Linked DNA regions of Mus musculus: region 2 is linked to region 1. Evidence: chromatin contacts called from public Micro-C data. All regions are on one chromosome and are shown on one strand. The core of a region is the stretch at or near the end of the contact, and the rest is flanking DNA. Distances in the headings are between cores, read along the strand shown. Region 1 holds the start of Sugt1 (SGT1, suppressor of G2 allele of SKP1 (S. cerevisiae)). Region 2 holds the start of Pcdh8 (protocadherin 8).

Region 1 (4,102 bases), core at 523-3,022:
TAAACTTCTTACCCTTGTACCCATGCTTCATTGGTACCCATTTTCATTCAAATAGAAGAAACTAGTAAAGTCCAGAATGTGAGGTAGCCAAGGGGCTGTAGAGAATTGCATGGAACACATTAGAAGGGGCAGCATCTGCCAATTATTAGGGCTTTGGGGGCAGCCTAGATCTGTAGCCAGCACTCAATAACCTTTTAATAATTATTCATTTCCTTCTCCTTTTTCAGTCCTTCCCCCTACTCTCAATTCGGGTTTTAATTTCCTTTGGCAGAAAATATAAAGATACTTGCGTCTGTAGCCCTAATCTCAAAGTCACTAATGCCTTGATTTTTGTTGTTTTGTTTCTTTTGAGACAGGGTTTCTCTGTGTAATTCTGGCCATACTGGAACTCTCATGGTAGACCAGGTGGGCCTCAAACTCAAGAGATCCACCTGCTTCTGCCGCCCAAGCACTGGGATTAAAGGTGTGCGCCAACACCAGCAGGCTCTCTAATACCGCGCTATCAAACCTCATGATCACTCTGTAGACCTAAGAATACAAAGCGGAGCTTGTAACATTAAAACAACAATGTAGCTATCCTAGTCTGCTAGTCTCTACAAAAGTGATTTCTCTAAGGCTCAAAACATAAAAATGTTTCCTTTTTTCCAGCGGGGGAGCTCTGAAGTGTCGGGAAGAATTTCACACATCCCAGGCTAGCCTCAACTCACAAAGTAGCTGAGGATGACCTTGAATTTCTGACCCTAGGGCATTCACCGCCTGAGTACCAGGATTACAGGCCTGTACCACCATACTTGACATGTGCCGATAACTCTCTGGAGTCCAGCCAGCGCTCCTAAGAAACATCCGTACAAAGCTAGTTTGTTCTAGACTTCACCTGAAATGGCCCAAAAGCAAATCATATAATACTAAAATGTAGGCAGGGTTTATTTACTGATACATCCCAAGAACTCGCAGGATCCAAAGTTTAAGGCCAGCCTAGATAAAAAGCGCGGTTTTATAAACAACTGTATAAAGAACAACCACAGTCATCTGTAAAGTGGAAGGCACAGAGGGAAAATGTTCTTTAGTAAATTTAATTAAGGACACTTAACAGTACCTGACATATAAGGGCAAACATAACTGTTAAAGTAAAAAATTGATACATCAAGCCCTATTTTCGCCTTTTCCTTGATCATAAATGCCATTATAAGTGCAACCACAGACAGTAACTATGTTTCCAAGAAATAAATGGGAGGGAGGTGCCCTCATCGGGAGCTTGTGGAGAGGAAGGGCAAGATCTATGGCAAAGGTATTAAGGAGACAAAGAGATTAAGTATCTTAATTTTGGGACTTAGATACATTGTAGCTTTGCTCCCACGAAGGTAATGCCGGGAAGAGGAGGGGTCTGTAGGGACCCAACAGTCCCAGTGAGCTCACTCACCTCTAATGCTGCCTGGGGATCCCCGTCGATCAGAGCATCTGAGAAGCTCTGGAAAAGCCTGCCAAGAAAACAACGACTTCAGCAGGTCTCTCTAATCAAGGAAAGAATAGAAAGACAAACAGCAAAGGTGAAGAAAATCACGCACCGCTGGGACGATGCAGGTCCTGCTGCAGCTGCCGCCATCCCTAGGAGTCAAGAAAGCTTCTGCCTGAGCGTTTCTACCTTGGTTACCAGCTCCGCCGCCGCCCAGGAAGGGAAAACTTCTAAAGAAACCCCAACTGAGCTTCCGTCCTCCGTAGCCAATCAGCGGTCGCGCAGCATGCAGCCGCGGAAAAGGAGGCGAAGGGTGGGCAGGTAGGCGCGGGGCCGGCTGGGAAAGAGGAGGAAACGCTCTCCGGCCCCGCCCCTACCCGTGACGCAGCCAAGCCCCCGCCCCGAGGGCGTGGCCGTGAGTCCCGCGCCCCGCCGTACGCCCGTGGGGGATCCGGCATGGCTTGTAAGCTTTGAAATATTGTCTCGGAGCCCACTGTAAGGTACTGGGGATCCGTCGGGAGGTAGTTCTGGCTTCGCTAAGGAGTGTCACGTTAAGCTCCGTTTACTCCGGTTTTCATCATGGCTACCGCCGGCGGCCAAGTTGTGCGTGACGTCACTCGTGGCAGCCAGGTCTTTTCCGGCAGCAGAGCCCGGGATGGCGCATCAGTTCGCATGACTCTCTCCGTGGAGAACCCGGACGGCCTGGCTCGCCGGAAGTCACGTTACCGGCATGGAGGACGGAGTTTTCCGGAGGGCCTGCCAGATGCCAGAGCTCCACACCCCAAGCTTCCTTCCTAAGTCGGCTTTCCAAACCAAGAAAAGCCTGTTTCACAAGCACCGCGTGGATGAAAGTGACCTATAGCTAATGGTCTTATTGCTGCTTTGTGTTCTAAGTAACCAGTAAGCCCCCCGTCCCCCGCCGTCCTTAGAGCCAAACATCACACTAGGAAGTTTCCTGCGAATTCTTTGAAACTGAGTGGTAAGGGGCAACAGGAGGGAGTGGCAGTTATAGGTTCACCAAACTTGATTTAAAAGCTCTTGATAACGCTCAGTAACTCGTTTTACCAAGTCTGTTTTAGTAGGTGAAATGATTGAAGTGGTCGTTGGCTTCCTCAAACAAGATATATATAAGACCTCAGTCTGGAAACATGACAGTCCACGAAGAAAAAGAAATTACAGTTCAGGCATTTGTGTACATATCCCCACTGTTAAACTCGCCCACTTTTCTGAGTTCTAACTTTAAAAGACCTAAGTTTTGTCTTCCCCACTTTTCTAGCACGTTTTCCATACTGGCCAAACGCCTAGTTGTGCTTGCTAGCTATCGTGGGTATTATAATTTTTTGTTACAACCTCAACCTACCAATCAATCACCCCTTGCAGATGCAAAAAATAACGGTGGGAGGACGTTTGAAAATACAGAGAAACTTGAGCCCATATTCAAGATGGAGAAACGGAGGTTACAAAGATTTAAGTATGTATGGGGTCATCAAGAGATGGAAGTGTGGAATACTACAAAGTTTAAAGTGTAACACATTTGCCACCTGTAGGTATATCCCATCTGTATTGTAAATGGGTTGTTTGAAGGGGGGGGGGGGTCGAGCCGGGGCGGGGAAGGGCTGATAGAAGATAACAGGTCCCAGAAAGGAATCTGAATCCACTTGTGGGAAAGGAGAAGTAGGTGGGAGAGACACTTGAGGCAGACCAGGGCCAGCTGGCCACTAAACTCAAAGAGGTGCAGGTTTCAGGTTTTAGTAAGTACTGAGAAGATCAAATTAGCTCAACTAAACTGAAGCTAAGCAGATCTGTAAGGGAAGGTAGAGAGCATCGTTTTGGATCTTTCCATTCAAGGTTGTTTTCCGTTTCTGTGAACCCTGCAGAAACTAGACTGTAAAAGAACAGATGCATAACGATGAGGAGTGTCTTCTGCATAATGTCTTTAAAGGAAATGTTAGTTTTGTTCCGTTTGCAGTTCTTTGCATGGCTGGGTGTGACTTCCTTCTTGGATGCATTTATTGCAGACACCTTGTGCCAGTTGGCATCTCTTAATATCGTCTGAAACAAGTTTTCACACAGATCAATTTATAATCATTTCTTTTTTAAAAATATTTTTATTACGTATTTTCCTCAGTTACATTTCCAATGCTATCCCAAAAGTCCCCCATACCCTCCCCCCCACTCCCCTACACACCCATTCCCACTTTTTGGCCCTGGCGTTCCCCTGTACTGGGGCATATAAAGTTTGCGTGTCCAATGGGCCTCTCTTTCCAGTGATGGCCAACTAGACCATCTTTTGATACATATGGAGCTAGAGTCAAGAGCTCTGGGGTACTGGTTAGTTCATAATGTTGTTGCACCTACAGGGTTGCAGATCTCTTTAGCTCCTTGGATACTTTCTCTAGCTCCTCCATTGGGGGCCCTGTGATCCATCCAATAGCTGACTGTGAGCATCCACTTATGTGTTTGCTAGGCCCCGGCCTAGTCTCACAAGAGACAGCTATATCAGGGTCCTTTCAGCAAACGCTTGCTAGTGTATGCAATGGTGTCAGCGTTTGGAGGCTAATTATGGGATGGATCCCTGGATATGGCAGTCTCTAGATGGTCCATCCTTTTGTCTCAGCTCCAAACTTTGTCCTGTAACTCCTTCCATGG
Region 2 (4,102 bases), core at 689-3,188, 180 kb before region 1:
CACCCAGGGTGAGAGCCAAAACCTAAAATGGCACTAGACAGAGAGAGAGAGAGAGAGAGAGAGAGACAGAGAGAGACAGAGACAGAGAGAGAGACGGAGAGAGAGAAAGACAGAGAGACAGGGAGAATAGAAATTAAGGTTCTGTAGGAGTGTTGCCTTTCTAATGTCTCAGTGGCTTCAGACATCTGGCCTCACTGCCTGCAAATACCAGCACTGGAAGGTGGAAAAGATGAAGGGAGCCCCCAAACTACCCACTGCCCCTCCTCAACCCCATAAAGATTTTTATTTAATGGCTCAGAATGCATTTCCTGCAATCCCAAACATCCCCTATCCCCTCCAGTGCACTGTCCACCCAGTCCTACCTCTCAGGTATTCTCCCTACTCGGGGCAAACCCCTGCTCCTCTTCTGAAAGCGGTCCAAATGAGTCTGAAGGGAAGAGACCTGCAAAAGGCCCTTACAGAAGGAACATGGTCCAGATTCCGAAGAATAGAGGCCCAATGCAACATGCTTAGCAAACTCATTGTCTTTATTTCTCCAAGTGTGTGACTTGTGTTTGTAACTCTCCCTTCTTCCTGTGTATTTACATCGCCTGTTCAATAGAGTCCTTCGGTAAGAATCAATAAGAATCAGTCTTGTTCCAGGTTGGCACAACCTGTCCTTCAGCTCCGGGAGTGGAGATACCTGGATACCTACGGAGGCATCTCGAGGACCCCAGCCAGGGAAAGTGGTAATGCTGAAGTTCTACGGTTTCATAGGCAGATGGCTAAGTTACCCCAGGTTCCTGCCAGGTTTCAACGTCACGCTGTGATTTTGTTCTTCTGGAACAGGGCGAGTGTTGCTTCCAGAGAGGCCCTATTAGAACAGAAAGCAAATCCTCTAAATAGGCGGAACAAGGCATCAGGAGGAAAACGATCTCTAAATGCACTTTAGTAGGAACCCGGTATTGTGTGGGATTCAGCGCCCATCACCGTTTAGCCTGAGAGTTATGGCACGGATTGAGGGTGAATAGAGAGGCATAATGGAGACATGTGGCGTTTGCTCATTATATTCAAGTTAGCCCAACTCTACTGTGGAAACTGTTCAACTTTCTCTCCCCCTCTAGCTTGTCATAGTGAAATAATACAGACATCGGGGCCTCCAATGGGATCGCCTGCCACGCCATTCTATTTCCACTACTAACGAGGGCTTCATAAGCCTTTGATACAGTCTGATCTTTGAAACCTTTCCAAATCTCCTCAAGCTTATGCTAAATCCTATTTGGAACTTTATTTTTCCTTGCCTGCTAGCACCTAGGGCTTAAGGAAGCCATTTGAACAGTGACATGCATACTAACGTGTATCGCAGGGCTCTTTTCTGAAAGGCAAGTGGCACCGGTGCTCACACGAGCAAAACACAATTGCGTACACAAATGTGAATAAAATCAGTTTTGCTCTACCCTTCACTCTTCTTCATCGACAGGTTATTCCCCACACCGGTGGGAAGCTGAGGGAGGAGGCGAACAGAGAGCCTCGCTCCCCAGAGCAAGTTTTGAAGCCTTTAAAATGCAAAATAAAGGGGCGGATGGGGGGTAGGATGTGAGACCCGGAGCTTCTGAAGAGAAACCCAGCTTGTTCGGGCTTAGTACCCGCAGCGGCGGGCAGAAGAGACCGGGTGCCTGGCACCCAATTTCCAAAAATCATCAGCTTCGTTTACTTCAGAGCCCAGTGCTAACTCATTGCAAGCAAGGTGCTAACAGAAAATGGGAGCAGGAGTTTTTAAAACAAAGGAAAGATTCCCTCATTTTCCTTCCCTGTTTTCTCCTCTAAGCCTTTCCACATTAAAGGGATTGTCGGTGGTTGGCGGAGGAGCGGCGCTGTGGCTAAGCGACCATTGGCTGGCCCCTTCCAGTGATTTGCATATCGGCAGCTATAAAGACGGAGGCGGCGCTCGCCAGCGCAGCTCCAGCCCAGGGAAAGGAGGCGGAGGCGCCGAGTGAGGGTGGGTCTGCGCGTCCTCCGAGCCAGCCCGAGCCGGAGCTGCAGCTTTTCCCGCACGGGGCTCGCAGAGCCTGGGACTCACGCTCCGATCTGCACGCCGGGGAAGACTCTTTAGGTTAGCCTTTCGGAATAGCAGTTGGGGATTGGCGATATGAGTCCTGCGAAGCGCTGGGGCAGCCCTTGCCTTTTCCCCTTGCAGCTATTTAGTCTCTGCTGGGTGCTCTCAGTGGCCCAGAGCAAGACAGTCCGATACAGCACGTTCGAAGAGGATGCCCCTGGCACAGTCATCGGAACCCTTGCAGAAGACCTGCACATGAAAGTGTCTGGAGACACAAGCTTCCGCCTGATGAAGCAATTCAACAGCTCTCTGCTCCGGGTACGCGAGGGCGACGGGCAGCTGACCGTCGGGGATGCGGGCCTGGACCGTGAGCGTCTGTGTGGCCCGTCCCCACAGTGCGTGCTGGCCTTCGATGTTGTCAGCTTCTCGCAGGAACAGTTCCGCCTGGTGCACGTGGAGGTGGAGGTGAGGGATGTAAACGACCACGCGCCCCGCTTTCCCCGAGCCCAGATCCCGGTGGAGGTCTCAGAGAGCGCTCCGGTAGGCACACGCATCCCCCTGGAGGTGCCCGTGGACGAGGACGTGGGTGCCAACGGGCTGCAGAGTGTACGCCTAGCCGAGCCTCACAGCCCCTTCCGCGTGGAGCTGCAGACGCGCGCGGACGGTGCCCAGTGTGCGGACCTGGTGCTGCTACAGGAGTTGGACCGCGAGAGCCAGGCCTCCTACAGCCTGGAGCTGGTGGCTCAGGATGGCGGGCGACCGCCGCGTTCCGCCACAGCAGCCCTCAGCGTGCGTGTGCTAGATGCCAATGACCACAGCCCGGCCTTCCCACAGGGTGCCGTGGCAGAGGTGGAATTGGCCGAGGACGCACCTGTGGGATCGCTGCTGCTCGACCTGGACGCTGCCGATCCCGACGAAGGTCCCAACGGCGACGTTGTGTTCACCTTCGGCGCCCGCACCCCTCCCGAAGCCCGCCACCTCTTCCGGCTCGACCCGCGCTCTGGCCGCCTCACCTTGGCTGGGCAGGTGGACTACGAGCGCCAGGACACCTACGAGCTGGACGTGCGGGCTCAAGACCGAGGTCCAGGGCCCCGGACAGCCACCTGCAAGGTTATCGTGCGCATCCGAGACGTCAACGACAACGCTCCTGAAATTTCTATCACTCCTCTGGCCGCCCCGGGGGCTCCAGCCACCTCGCCCTTCGCCGCCGCCGCCGCTGCCGCCGCACTCGGAGGAGCGGACGCGGCCTCGTCGACTGGGTCCGGGACACAGGAAGCCGGTATCACCTCGCTGGTGCCAGAGGGGGCGGCGCGCGAGAGTCTAGTGGCGCTGGTCAGCACCTCGGACAGGGACTCGGGCGCCAACGGGCAGGTGCGCTGCGCCCTCTACGGGCACGAGCACTTTAGGCTGCAGCCGGCCTATGCTGGCAGCTACCTGGTGGTGACCGCTGCATCTCTGGACCGGGAGCGCATCGCGGAGTACAACCTGACGCTGGTGGCCGAAGACCGTGGCACACCCCCTCTTCGCACCGTCAGGCCCTACACCGTGCGAGTGGGGGACGAGAACGACAACGCACCGATCTTCACCAAGCCAGTCTATGAGGTGTCGGTCCGCGAAAACAACCCTCCAGGCGCCTACCTGGCCACAGTGGCAGCCCGCGACCCTGACGTGGGTCGCAACGGTCAAGTCACCTACCGCCTGGTAGAGGCCGAAGTGGGCCGCTCTGGGGAAGCCGTGTCCACTTACGTCTCAGTAGACCCGGCTACCGGAGCCATCTACGCTCTCCGTAGTTTTGACTATGAGACTCTGCGCCAGCTTGACGTGCGTGTCCAGGCCAGCGACGGCGGTTCCCCTCAGCTTTCCAGCAATGCTCTGGTGCAAGTGCGGGTGCTGGACCAGAATGATCATTCTCCGATCCTTGTGCATCCGGCGCCGGCTAATGGCTCCCTAGAAGTAGCGGTCCCTGGACGTTCCACCAAGGACACAGCTGTGGCGCGCATCCAGGCCCGGGATGCTGACGAAGGAGCCAACGGGGAACTGGCCTTTGATCTGCTGCAGCAGGAGCCA

What was found. Hi-C and Micro-C count contacts between places; a contact is called where the count stands out from the background.
Region 2: a Micro-C map of embryonic stem cells shows a contact between it and region 1, with 4 times the contacts expected there. The contact joins the promoter of Pcdh8 here to the promoter of Sugt1 in region 1. A contact is called at or near these places in 1 of 39 promoter capture datasets (neural stem cells), 4 of 484 Hi-C or Micro-C datasets (all in embryonic stem cells) and 3 of 115 datasets of contacts at active chromatin or transcription factors (embryonic forebrain, forebrain and neural tube).

Annotation. Positions count from the first base shown.
Region 1 is chr14:79,585,330-79,589,431 of GRCm38.p6, reverse strand. It overlaps Sugt1 (SGT1, suppressor of G2 allele of SKP1 (S. cerevisiae)), which reads right to left and starts at 1,772. Exons shown (of 13, transcript NM_026474.6): 1 at 1,566-1,772; 2 at 1,421-1,478. The coding sequence starts at 1,603.
Region 2 is chr14:79,769,148-79,773,249 of GRCm38.p6, reverse strand. Pcdh8 (protocadherin 8) reads left to right here and starts at 1,938. Exons shown (of 3, transcript NM_021543.4): 1 at 1,938-4,102. The coding sequence starts at 2,129. It overlaps Gm9748 (predicted gene 9748), which reads right to left and starts at 3,342. Exons shown (of 2, transcript NR_154550.1): 1 at 3,049-3,342; 2 at 508-853.